Linked DNA regions of Mus musculus: regions 1 and 2 are each linked to region 3. Evidence: chromatin contacts called from public HiCAR-type data. All regions are on one chromosome and are shown on one strand. Each heading gives the region's core, a stretch centred on a gene start, on an enhancer-like site or on the middle of the called end of the contact. The rest is flanking DNA. Distances are from core to core; before and after follow the strand shown. Region 1 holds the start of Lhx4 (LIM homeobox protein 4). Region 2 holds the start of Tor1aip2 (torsin A interacting protein 2). Region 3 holds the start of Shcbp1l (Shc SH2-domain binding protein 1-like).

Evidence for each region. HiCAR-type assays count read pairs that join an accessible place to other places.
Region 1: a HiCAR-type map of astrocytes shows a contact between it and region 3, with 9 times the contacts expected there. The contact joins the promoter of Lhx4 here to the promoter of Shcbp1l in region 3. A contact is called at or near these places in 1 of 39 promoter capture datasets (liver) and 1 of 115 datasets of contacts at active chromatin or transcription factors (astrocytes).
Region 2: a contact with region 3 is called in a HiCAR-type map of astrocytes, with 3 times the contacts expected there. The contact joins the promoter of Tor1aip2 here to the promoter of Shcbp1l in region 3. A contact is called at or near these places in 1 of 39 promoter capture datasets (hippocampal neurons), 1 of 115 datasets of contacts at active chromatin or transcription factors (astrocytes) and 1 of 9 other capture datasets (liver).

What each region holds. Positions count from the first base shown.
Region 1 is chr1:155,740,183-155,743,561 of GRCm38.p6, forward strand. It overlaps Lhx4 (LIM homeobox protein 4), which reads right to left and starts at 1,845. Exons shown (of 6, transcript NM_010712.2): 1 at 1,620-1,845. The coding sequence starts at 1,695.
Region 2 is chr1:156,034,010-156,037,375 of GRCm38.p6, forward strand. Tor1aip2 (torsin A interacting protein 2) reads left to right here and starts at 1,655. Exons shown (of 7, transcript NM_172843.4): 1 at 1,655-2,099. Tor1aip1 (torsin A interacting protein 1) reads right to left here and starts at 2,471. Exons shown (of 10, transcript NM_001160018.1): 1 at 1,749-2,471. The coding sequence starts at 2,226.
Region 3 is chr1:153,423,857-153,427,096 of GRCm38.p6, forward strand. Shcbp1l (Shc SH2-domain binding protein 1-like) reads left to right here and starts at 1,353. Exons shown (of 10, transcript NM_001033162.2): 1 at 1,353-1,730. The coding sequence starts at 1,368.

The DNA of each region.
Region 1 (3,379 bases), core at 595-3,094, 2.3 Mb after region 3:
AAAAAGTACCGTCAGAGGAGAGTCCAGAATCCGGACAGGACATCTGTGGAGGAAGTCATTAGAATACAGGTACTTAAGGAGGATTGAGTCAGACCCCCACATCCTTTATCCATTCACAGACCGCCCTTATGAGTGCAGCATAGCTACAAGTAGTTTAAGAACGTGGGTACCTTAGAAAGGGTTTGCTTTTCTGTTTGTTTAGGAGATGAGAATCAACAAGCTGTTGGAAGCAATTACCAACACTGCTTACAGAATACGCTGACAGTCAATTCTCCAAGGCGCAGCGAACTTTGCAACTGTTCGCCAACAGGCGACACAAGAACTGTAGGCTACAGCGGAGGAACAATCTAAAACAGGCTCAAATGAAGCTATCTCTTCCATTTTTCTCTCAAAAACTTTACAATAAATCTCAAGACATTGGCTGGACAGCCCGCCCTGAGATTTGTGTTACAGAACCCCTGCGATGGAGAGGCAGGGCGCAGGAGGGCGCGCTGCTGCGCCGGGGATCGTAGGTAGTCTCCATCCCTGGGTGAGCCTGCTCTTACTTACAATAAACTCCTACCGCATCACTAAAGCAGTCGTAAGCGGAAGTGTAGTCTCTTGGCAAGCCCATCGAGGGAACCCTTCATCTCTCTAGGGTACCCAGGGGCACCTAGCCCAGTGCAGCCGTTTGTAAACCCAGACTTAACCAGGAGCCCGCAAGCGCGCGCTAAGCCTGAGAACCTGTTCGGGTCTCTGCACAGATTGCTTCTATCTGTTCAGGAGTCGGAAACACAGACAGATTCCCACCCGGAAAATCTCTGCCGTGTGTGCACATCCGTACAAACCAGAAACCTGGGGTGAGAGACCTGCCGTAACTAATTGCAGGCTCTGGAAGAAATTGAGAGAGCTAGCAAAGTGCCCACACGTCTGAGTCTCTCTCCCTCTTCCAGCCCCGCGCCACTAAGATTGCCTACCCTCGCCTAAGCAAAGGCTGCACGCACAACTTCGTTCCAGAGCTTCTCGCCGCTGCATTCCTCGGCTAGCTGGAATGTGGCGAGTGCATTCGCTCACCCGGAGCAGTCTGCTGGCGGCAACACAGGCGGCGGGTGCCCCGGGCAGCAGTGACTGGGGACTCAATCAAGTGCTCGAACTGCCGAAACCAAGAGTGTGACAGGGGGCTTCTGTACAGCCCTGCGACCCGGGACGCGCTCTCCAACTTCCCGCCAGCTGGGGTAAAGTTGTACCAGCGGTTCTGCGAGCTTTGGCCATTGCCGCGAAAGGTAATCAATTGGGGGACCACTTTTGCCCTCGGGCCTGGCCTGTAGCTGGAAACCTCTGTTGTCCCCAAACAGCATCCTCCCTAGGGTTCTCATAAAAGCGACGGCCCAAAGATGCTACTTTCTATACCCTTGGGCCCTCCACGAACAGTATCCCGGAATCTTTCGAATTCGATCCCAAATTGCCAAGAGTCAAGCCCTTCAAACACTGACTGGTAGTACCCCAGCTCTGTGACCGCCTCTGCACCCCGACCCCTCCCGGTCAGTGCCTTGAACGGCGCGTCCGGCCTCCCCGCACCCGCTGAGGCTGTTAGCTGTCTTGTTATCAAATTAAATTAGCGAGAAAGGAGGGTGTCTTACGTTGCATCGGCACACCGAGCATCTCCGGGAGCCCCTTGACAGCCCCCTCCGCGGGGACAGCCGCGCTCTGCATCATCTTGGAGCCAGAGGCAGCAAGTCGCAGTCTACCGAGATCTCTCGCTCTCTCCCTCTGGCTGGATTCGGAAATTTGAAAATAATAATAATAAAACCAACCAGGCCGCTGAAGTCACAGAGGAAACCGAGCCCTCCGCGTCTCCGGGAGGACTCCACAAGCTGGCTGGCCCCCTCCCCCGCCAGTCCTCAGGCTGTTTCAAATCCCTTTGATCTCGCTCTCCCGGGCTGGTGCACATCCCGGGTTGAGGAGACACTGTTGCTGCAGCTCTGGCTCCCCCCCTTCCCTTCCCCGCCCTCCTCTCCCCCTCCCCCTCCACCCTTCGCGTGCCGGCTGCCCTGGAGGCCGCGGTCACCCAGGCATTTTGATTCATTCACACTGCAGGAGCGGCCGTGACGTCGCTTTCCGCAGGGAAGCCCGCCCTCCAGCTAGTGCTGCCAACCGGGCAGCCCGCTGCAGACCCCCGGCTAGCCAGAGTAGGGGGCGAGAAGTAGGGGGGGTTCGGTAGCCCCGAATCTGGTCGGAGGTGCGGGAGGGCGGGGCCGCCTGATAGGGGGCGGGGCCTGCAGCCCCTCCCCCACCCTGCCGTGCGGGCTCGCGCCCCGGTATAAATACTGCGGCGGGCTGGGCCGCGGCAGCAGGTGGTCCCGGAGCGCAGGGACCACGCAGAGCTGGTTTCTGCCAGCTTTGGGGATTCCCCGCTCGCCCCCAGCATCGGTCCTCTAGGATCAAGGAGGGGGCGCGGTGGGCCAGGACCCAGCGGACCCTGGGTTGGCGCTCCGAGTTCAGAGCTTCTCCAGCCCACGGAGCGTGTTCTGTAACTGGATGATTCCATCCATCCTCCACTTGTTTTTTTTTTTTTTTTCCTGGCCAGTTCCTTTCCGGCCGGTACTAACCAGACCCTACTCTCTCTCCCCCGCGTCTGGCTGAGGCAGGGCCAGGGACAGCTCGTACTCGGCCGGGAACGCGCGAGTCACGCAGTGGGCCGCCACGGAGCCGGATGGAGGCAGGCGGCCTGGGCCGCGCACGAAGGTGGCCGGGCGCGGGTCTTCGTGCGCGCCCACACTCGCCTCGGCCTTCCGCCACAGTCGGCACTCTCACCACCCGAGGTCCAGTCCTAGTCCCACGCCTCCCAGCCGCCCGCCCTCCCAACTGGGTCTCCAGCCGGCGTCCACCCAGATCCGCCCTCTCTGGCTCCTGGAGACTGCTCGGCCGAACCGGCTGCCACTGCGGGCACTTTGAACGATCCCTGGCCGCGTGTGTACTGGGCGGAGGCGTGCACCGGGCCCCCGGGGCTGACCAGCAAAGGGCGTGCATTGCTGTTGTGTTTAACACACACACAGAGACTCACACACAGACACAAACGCGCGCGTAGAAAACTCATTCTTCCCATTCTCATTCCTGGAGGCAATAAAGCAAAGATCAATGCTGGGACGAAGTCGCTAGCACTTTTTCAAACACTCGACGCCTCCTGACCACCGGCTCTAGAAACCTACCGGGTCAGCCCTGGGCCCAGCCACAGCCACCTCGGACACTACCATTCCTAATTTAATTGCCGACTTCAAGTCAGATGGGTCTTTACAACCAAATGGGACCCTGCGCTGAGAAGTTTTGTTTTTGTTTTTACTCCTGGTGTTTTAGGGTTGGTGATGGAGGAGGATGGACAGTAAGAGGGGTGGCTGTGTGT
Region 2 (3,366 bases), core at 405-2,904, 2.6 Mb after region 3:
GCTCTTTCCGAGGACTTCCGAAGTCCAAAAGGCTTACGATATTCTGTAGCTTCAGCTCCAAGGGACCCAACACCATCTTCTGGCTTCCAAGGCTACCTGTACTCACGTGCACATACTCACACAGGTACGTGCAGCTGCAAACCATGGAAGTGAAACAACATACAAACCACTACTTGTTGCTTTACGACAAAAATGCTACTTTAGCAAGTTAAAAGGTTAGGCCCTTGGTCCTGTGAAGGCTCTATGCCCCAGTGTAGGGGAATGCCAGGGCCAGGGAGAGGGATTGGATTGGTTGGGGGGGGGGGGGGATATAGGGGAGTTTTCGGAGGGGAAATGAGGAAAGGGGATAACATTTGAAATGTAAATAAAGAAAATATAAAAAATTAAAAGGTAGGTTCAAGAGTCAGGTAAAAGAAATGTTTAAATCCTCTAAAAATGTATAAAAGGTAAACTGAATTTAGGTGCAGGAGGCTCTGTGGGAAAGTCAATAAAAAGTAACAGTTACATTGCCTCCCATGTGCAAACACTGTCTCAGTTTCTGAGACAGAATTAACACAAGTACCTAAATTTCGACCAGGCATACATGCGTGACAGGTTCCTTTTTTTTTCTCCCAACTTTGCCATCTTAAAAGAAATGCTGACATGTATAAGCAAATAAACTGTCTCCTTACATCCAAAAGAGCATGCACATCTCTAGCATAAAGTTTCCCAAATGAACAGATCTTCAAGTGTGTCAGGACTTTAAGGGCAAGTAGGTAAATCTGCAAGCCAGTTTACTGTGCTCTAAGCTTTAAATCCACTCCTGTTCAGATGCATCAAATGTATTAGGGAGGCCATCCCACTGTGACTCTAACCCTCAGAATTTTACCTCATAATTAGGTGACTGACATGGGGCTTACTGGAACCACCTGTGACTCAGTTATATCCGAGTGCAGGGAATAAGAGGATGGCTTGAAGAATTTGGTTCATCTGTGTGACTTAACTAAAACTATAGTACACACCCTGTTGGCATCTGGGGCTTCATATATAAGCTTTACTAATAAATAGAACCTTGTTTTGTTTCAGTAGTTTGTCAGTCTTGACTTGTTTAGCTACTTAAGATTACCGTGATGGCCTCCAATCTGGGGGGAAAGTCTGGCAGAGACCAGACTCTGTATTTGGAGTAATGTCACCAACCCATTCATTAAAGTCAGCTACTCCTCGTAGCATCCGCCTAGAAATGATCTCGTTTTCCCAATCTTGGTGAAAAAAAAAAAAAACGAAAGAAACCGACTGGAAAGTTAACTTAAAAACAGGATTTTCAGCTGGGGACTTGGGGCCCCCGAGATTTAAAAAAAAAAAAAAAAAAAAAAAAAAGGAAATGGAAGTGGCTTCAGTAGAAACTTCAGAGGACGGAAATGAAACCGAGCGCAGAGTAGTTTGGGGCTCCGACAATGGCTTAGCCGCCGACCTCTAGCAAAAGCCTACAGAAAGAGGAGACCTAGACCCCCCAAACTGAAGCTCCAGGACTAGGCAGAGCTGCCCGCCTCCGCTCGGGTCACTTCGCACCACCACCTTCCCGCGCGGCCCACTGCGTCCTTCCCTCTTGAGGGTCCGGGTGGACTCAATCCGGGAGTGCGCGCCCAAAGGGCCGCAGAAATCACCAGGACCCAGGCGGGGCCGGAGCGGGGCCGGCCTCCACGGGGGCGCGCCTGCCGCCGCGTGCCCGCCGCCGCGCGCGCTCCCGAGCCCGCAGCCGAGACTGTTACCTTCGCGGTCCTCACTGGAGGACGGAGAGTCCCGTAACCCTCGGCCGCTCGTGGCCGGAGACAGCTGCGGCTGCTGTGAGTGCTGCTCAAGGCGAGCAGACCTCCGCGTCTTCATCTCCTCGGCTTCCTGGGCTCGCCGCTGCCTCCGTGGTCGAGAGCGAAGGTTGTAAGCGCTTTCTCTCACTTCCTCTCCCGCAGAAGCCGGCCGGAACTTTTCTGGCGGGGTTCGTCTCCCCCCCGGAGACCTTTCTTTGGCCGCCCGGGGCTCGAAGTCGCCGTACACTTCTGCCGGCTCCTCTGAAAACCTCACTTCCCGTCGTCCGCGGCGCGACGGGTGAGCTCCGTACGCAGGCGCGTCACTGCTGTCGCCATTTCGCGGGTCGAGCCTCCGCCTTCCCTCCCGGATGGGGGCTCTGGGTGTGACGTAGATGGCCCAACCTTCTCCGGGCCCCTCGGCCTGCCACCTTTCTCCCGCCATAGTTGTTTACGTAGCTGGTAGTCGGTTCGTGGCGATAGATTGGCCGCAGATAGATTCCGCTGCGGGTAGTGGCGATGGCTTCGGGGAGGTTGTCGCAGTGGTCAGGGAGGCAGTTGAGAGTCGCCGGGGCCGCCGCCTGCGTCCTCGCTCGTGTGCCACCAACCAGCCTCCAGGCCCATGGTGTGTCCTGAGGGCTGTCGGAGAGGCAGTGCCCGAGCTGGGTCAGCTGCTGCGGGTCACTCCCGCCTCCTGGCTGAAGGCACCAAAGAGGAGGAGAAGGGGGAGGAGGACGTCTCTGTCCTTGGCCTTGGAGGGAAAGGTGGGGGCGACCAGGAGGTGGTAGGACAAGTGGCCTGTGCCAAGCTGCTGATGGCCAGTTGCCCACCACCGGGGGCGCTGGTCCTGGCTCCCAGAGGCTTTGGGAAAGGGCAAGTTTCAGTCCTTGATCCCAAGCTGTTGCGCAGTTCCCCTGCTACTTTGGCCACTCCTTTTCAAATGTCCCTGGGAGGAGAAATGATCAGAAAGGCAATTCTGCATGTCATCTTATGGCGAAAATTATAGTTTCATGGACCTTTATGAAATTGCTTTTACCCAGTTTAAAATTTTTATTCACCTGTTGACCCTTTAAAATTGTGTTTAGTTACACTCTTGGGGTGTGTTTCCATTTTTGAGTCGTAGCCATATCAACCATATTCTTGAATTTTCACGTGAATGGTATACCAATAAGCTATACCCTAGCCCTAAAAAAAAAAAAAATCGATTTTGAGTTTTTATTTGGAAGCCACATAACAGTGATTTTGAAAAAAAACTTAAAAGTATTTGCCTTTTTCCAGTATTTTAAATAATGACCTTAAGTTGTTACTCAAACTTAGACAAATTCCCAGTTACTAGAATTTTCACAAATAGTCTATAAATTTGGTCAGCAACACAGATGACTCAAGAGTCATGTTTGGAGCTTCATTTAGCATTGTTTATTAACTACAAAGAAGGGGAGCCATAAGGAGACAGCTGCCCTTTTTTTAAAGATGTGTGTGTGTGTGTGTGTGTGTGTGTAAGTGAGTGAAAGGAGGGAGGGAGGGTGATCTCTGCCTGTCCTGGAACTGTAGACTAGACTGGCCTCAGCCTCACAGAGATCAACCT
Region 3 (3,240 bases), core at 103-2,602:
AGAAAGGAAGAGGAAAGCATTTAAAACAAAATAACAAGAGTAAGCAGAGGGTGGCAGTGGGTGCCTATCACCATAGTGCCTGGGAGGCAGATGAAGGGCCCTGCAAGCTTGAGGCTCAGTCTACACAACACACCAGGCAAGCATGGACTGCACACACACACACACACACACACACACACGCGAGGTAATGAATTAAAAGAAGAGAAAACCAGCCCTGTAATAGATTTTATTCGAATGGGTGGTCTTGGGTGGTTATAATGGCACCATTTTAAAGAAGGTCACAGACTCCAGACAAATACAGTGAAGTGTGAATACAGAATAATTGAAGTCCTAATTGTTTTCTGCACTACAGTAACACGATACAAACGGGAATGTCTCCTTCAAAATAAACTCACAACTTCACACAGTGTCCTTCCAAGTGAGCGAGAGGGAAGGCAGGTGTTTTCCCAAGTCACCTCAGCTCGGGGGCTGTGCGCCCAGCACAGAGTCCAGATAGAGTAAACAGACGGTATTCCAACGGGCTCAATACACAAGCAGTCTCACATACCGGGAACTGGAGTCCTGATGCTCATCAAAGGCCGTGAGCAACATTTAGGAAAATGCGCTTACTCACCGTCGCCACCGCTGAAATACGTGTTGATAAGGGTTGCAGTACTGTAAACACCCATCAGGGAGAATTCTGAGCAGCTCCACAGACTAATTTGACCCATTGACTTAATCACATCTTCACACACACACACACACACACACACACACACACACACACACACACACACACACACACACACACACAGAGCAATTTGTTTATGATATGAAGGGACGCCTAAACTGAGATCCGCGTGGAAAGGTGATCCCGGGTGCCTACATCTATCCGCAGTTTTCTCTGGTAATAACCAGCTGGTCCCAGTCACAAATGCTTCCTAGAATAAAAGTATGTTTCCTTTGGCTGGGGGGAGGGGGTCTGATTCAATCGGTAGAGTGCTTGTCTAGCAGGTAATGAACCGCCCCATTGAGTGGGGCGGGCCTGTGAACCCAGCACTTGAGAGGGAGAGGCAGGAGAATCAGAAATTCAAGGTCATCCTTGGCTACCTAGGGACTTCGTAGCTTGCCTGGCCCTGAAATGTTTCAGGACTTAAGGGTGGATGGGTGGGGACCAACGAGCTCCTAGGTTCTGCCATTAGGCGATTCCAAGGATCAATGGGCGGGGTCAGAGGCAGGACCCCGCCCCTATCCCCGCCTCTGCGCAGCGTGCTCCCACCGCCCCCGCACCTGCCTTCATTTCCCGCCCACGCATGTGCTCGCCCGCGGAGCGCGCACAGGCTGCGTGGTCCCACGAGGGGAAGGCGGCCAACGGCTGCGGCGCGAACATGGAGTCGGATGCCACGACCTCAGAGCCCAAGGCCTCGGTCGGGAGTGACAGCTCGCCAGCGGAGCAGACTGTCTTAGCCACCCTCCGGGACTCGGTGGCCGCGCCCACCAGGGGCTTCATGTCCCCCGTGCGCTCGGTAGTGGCCTCCCCGCGCCCCGTGAAGGGCAAGGCGGCACGGCGACGGCTCCAGCTCCCACCGGTCACCCAAGCCGAAACATGTGACGAGGAGCCCGTGCCCGCGGTGCCTGAGGACCAGGAGGAAGCGCAGCCCCTGCCACCGATCTACGCATCCCCCATGAGGGGCATGTGGCGCAGCGAGAAGGTGGCTCTGTACTGCGACCAGGTGCTACAGGGCTCGAAGGTGCGAAGCTGCAGAGGGGCCAGCTCCGGGAGGTTTGGGTCTTTCCCACAGCAGGGAAAGCAAATCTGTCCCTTCAAAACAGTCTTTTGGGGGAAAAAATCAGTCTTTTGGAGTCAAGGGGTACAGAATGCCACCTTGGCCACCTTAGTCGTTGCCCAGACCCTCAGCTCCTGCCCTAGAGGACTTGACTAACCCGTTATACAAAATTGTCAGCTAAAATGACACCTCCTAAAAGATGAGGCCGTGAAGCGCTCGTCACAGTCTGGGCATACATCTTACTGTCCACTCAAATACACAGAGCTCGGTGTCCACACACCCTAGTGTCCACACGTCTCGTTGTTAACACACCCTAGTTTTTAATACATCTTCATATTAGGCCCAAACATAAAGCTAATATTACGTTGGAATTGTGAAAATGGCAGCTAGAGAGACAGCTCCTTGGTTAAGAACATTTGCTGTTCTAGTAGAGGGGTCAATTTTCCTGTCCCAGAACCCACAAGGTGACTCCCATCCATCCGACACTCCTGTTTCAAGGGATCCCAGATCCTCTCCTGAGCCTTCCCAGGCATCAGGTGCAAGGGTGGTGTGAATACACGGATGCACATAAAAACAGGCGTAAGATGTCCCCAGAATGGTTCCCAGTCAGCAAGTCACGATGTAGACAGGTGTTTTGCATGGAAAGAGCCTGATAACACCAAACAGGGTGGCACACGCCTTTAATCCCAGCACTCGAGAGGCAGAGGCAGGCAGATCTCTGAGTTCAAGGCCAGCCTGGTCTACAGAGAGTTCCAGGACAGCCAAGGCTACACAGAGAAACCCTGTCTCAAAAAAAACAAAAAACAAACAACAACAACAACAAAAAAACCCCACCAAACAGAACAAATAGCATACATTTTAATACTGCATTTTATTTAAAGTATAGCAAAAGAATTTGTGTACAAGTATATTCGTTGCAGCGATGGGTATAAAAATTGGCTGAGCATGGTGACTCATGCCTTGTTTGTCTTTTGTAGACCAGGTTGGGCCAGAACTCACAATAATCCACCTGCCCATCCCAGTACTTGGGAGGATGCTGGAGCCCGAGAATTGTGAGTTTAAGGTTAACCTAGGTCAGTCTCAATAGTGAGATTTTTGTTTCAATAGTAAAGAAATAGCTGGAATTCTAGATCAAGTGGCAGAGTGCTTGAAGTATTTGAGTCCCAGTACCAAACGCAGTTCCTGCACTCCTGGAGAAAGGAAGAAAGGATAGAGCCATAGAGAACTACAATGAGGCAGGCATCATGGTACACCCCTGCAATCCCAGCACTTAGGAAGTTCAGGCAGGAGGATCGCCCTGAGTTTGAGGCTAGTGTGGGCTACCCAGCAACATCCTGTGTCAAACAAAAATAACCCACAAAGAACTTCATGGCTTCACACAGTGGAAAACTATGCAGTTGTACATTCGTGCTACTTAGGTTAAAAAGCAAGAAGCTTGGAGGTGGGCATGATAGGTGGGTGGGTGAATAGACAC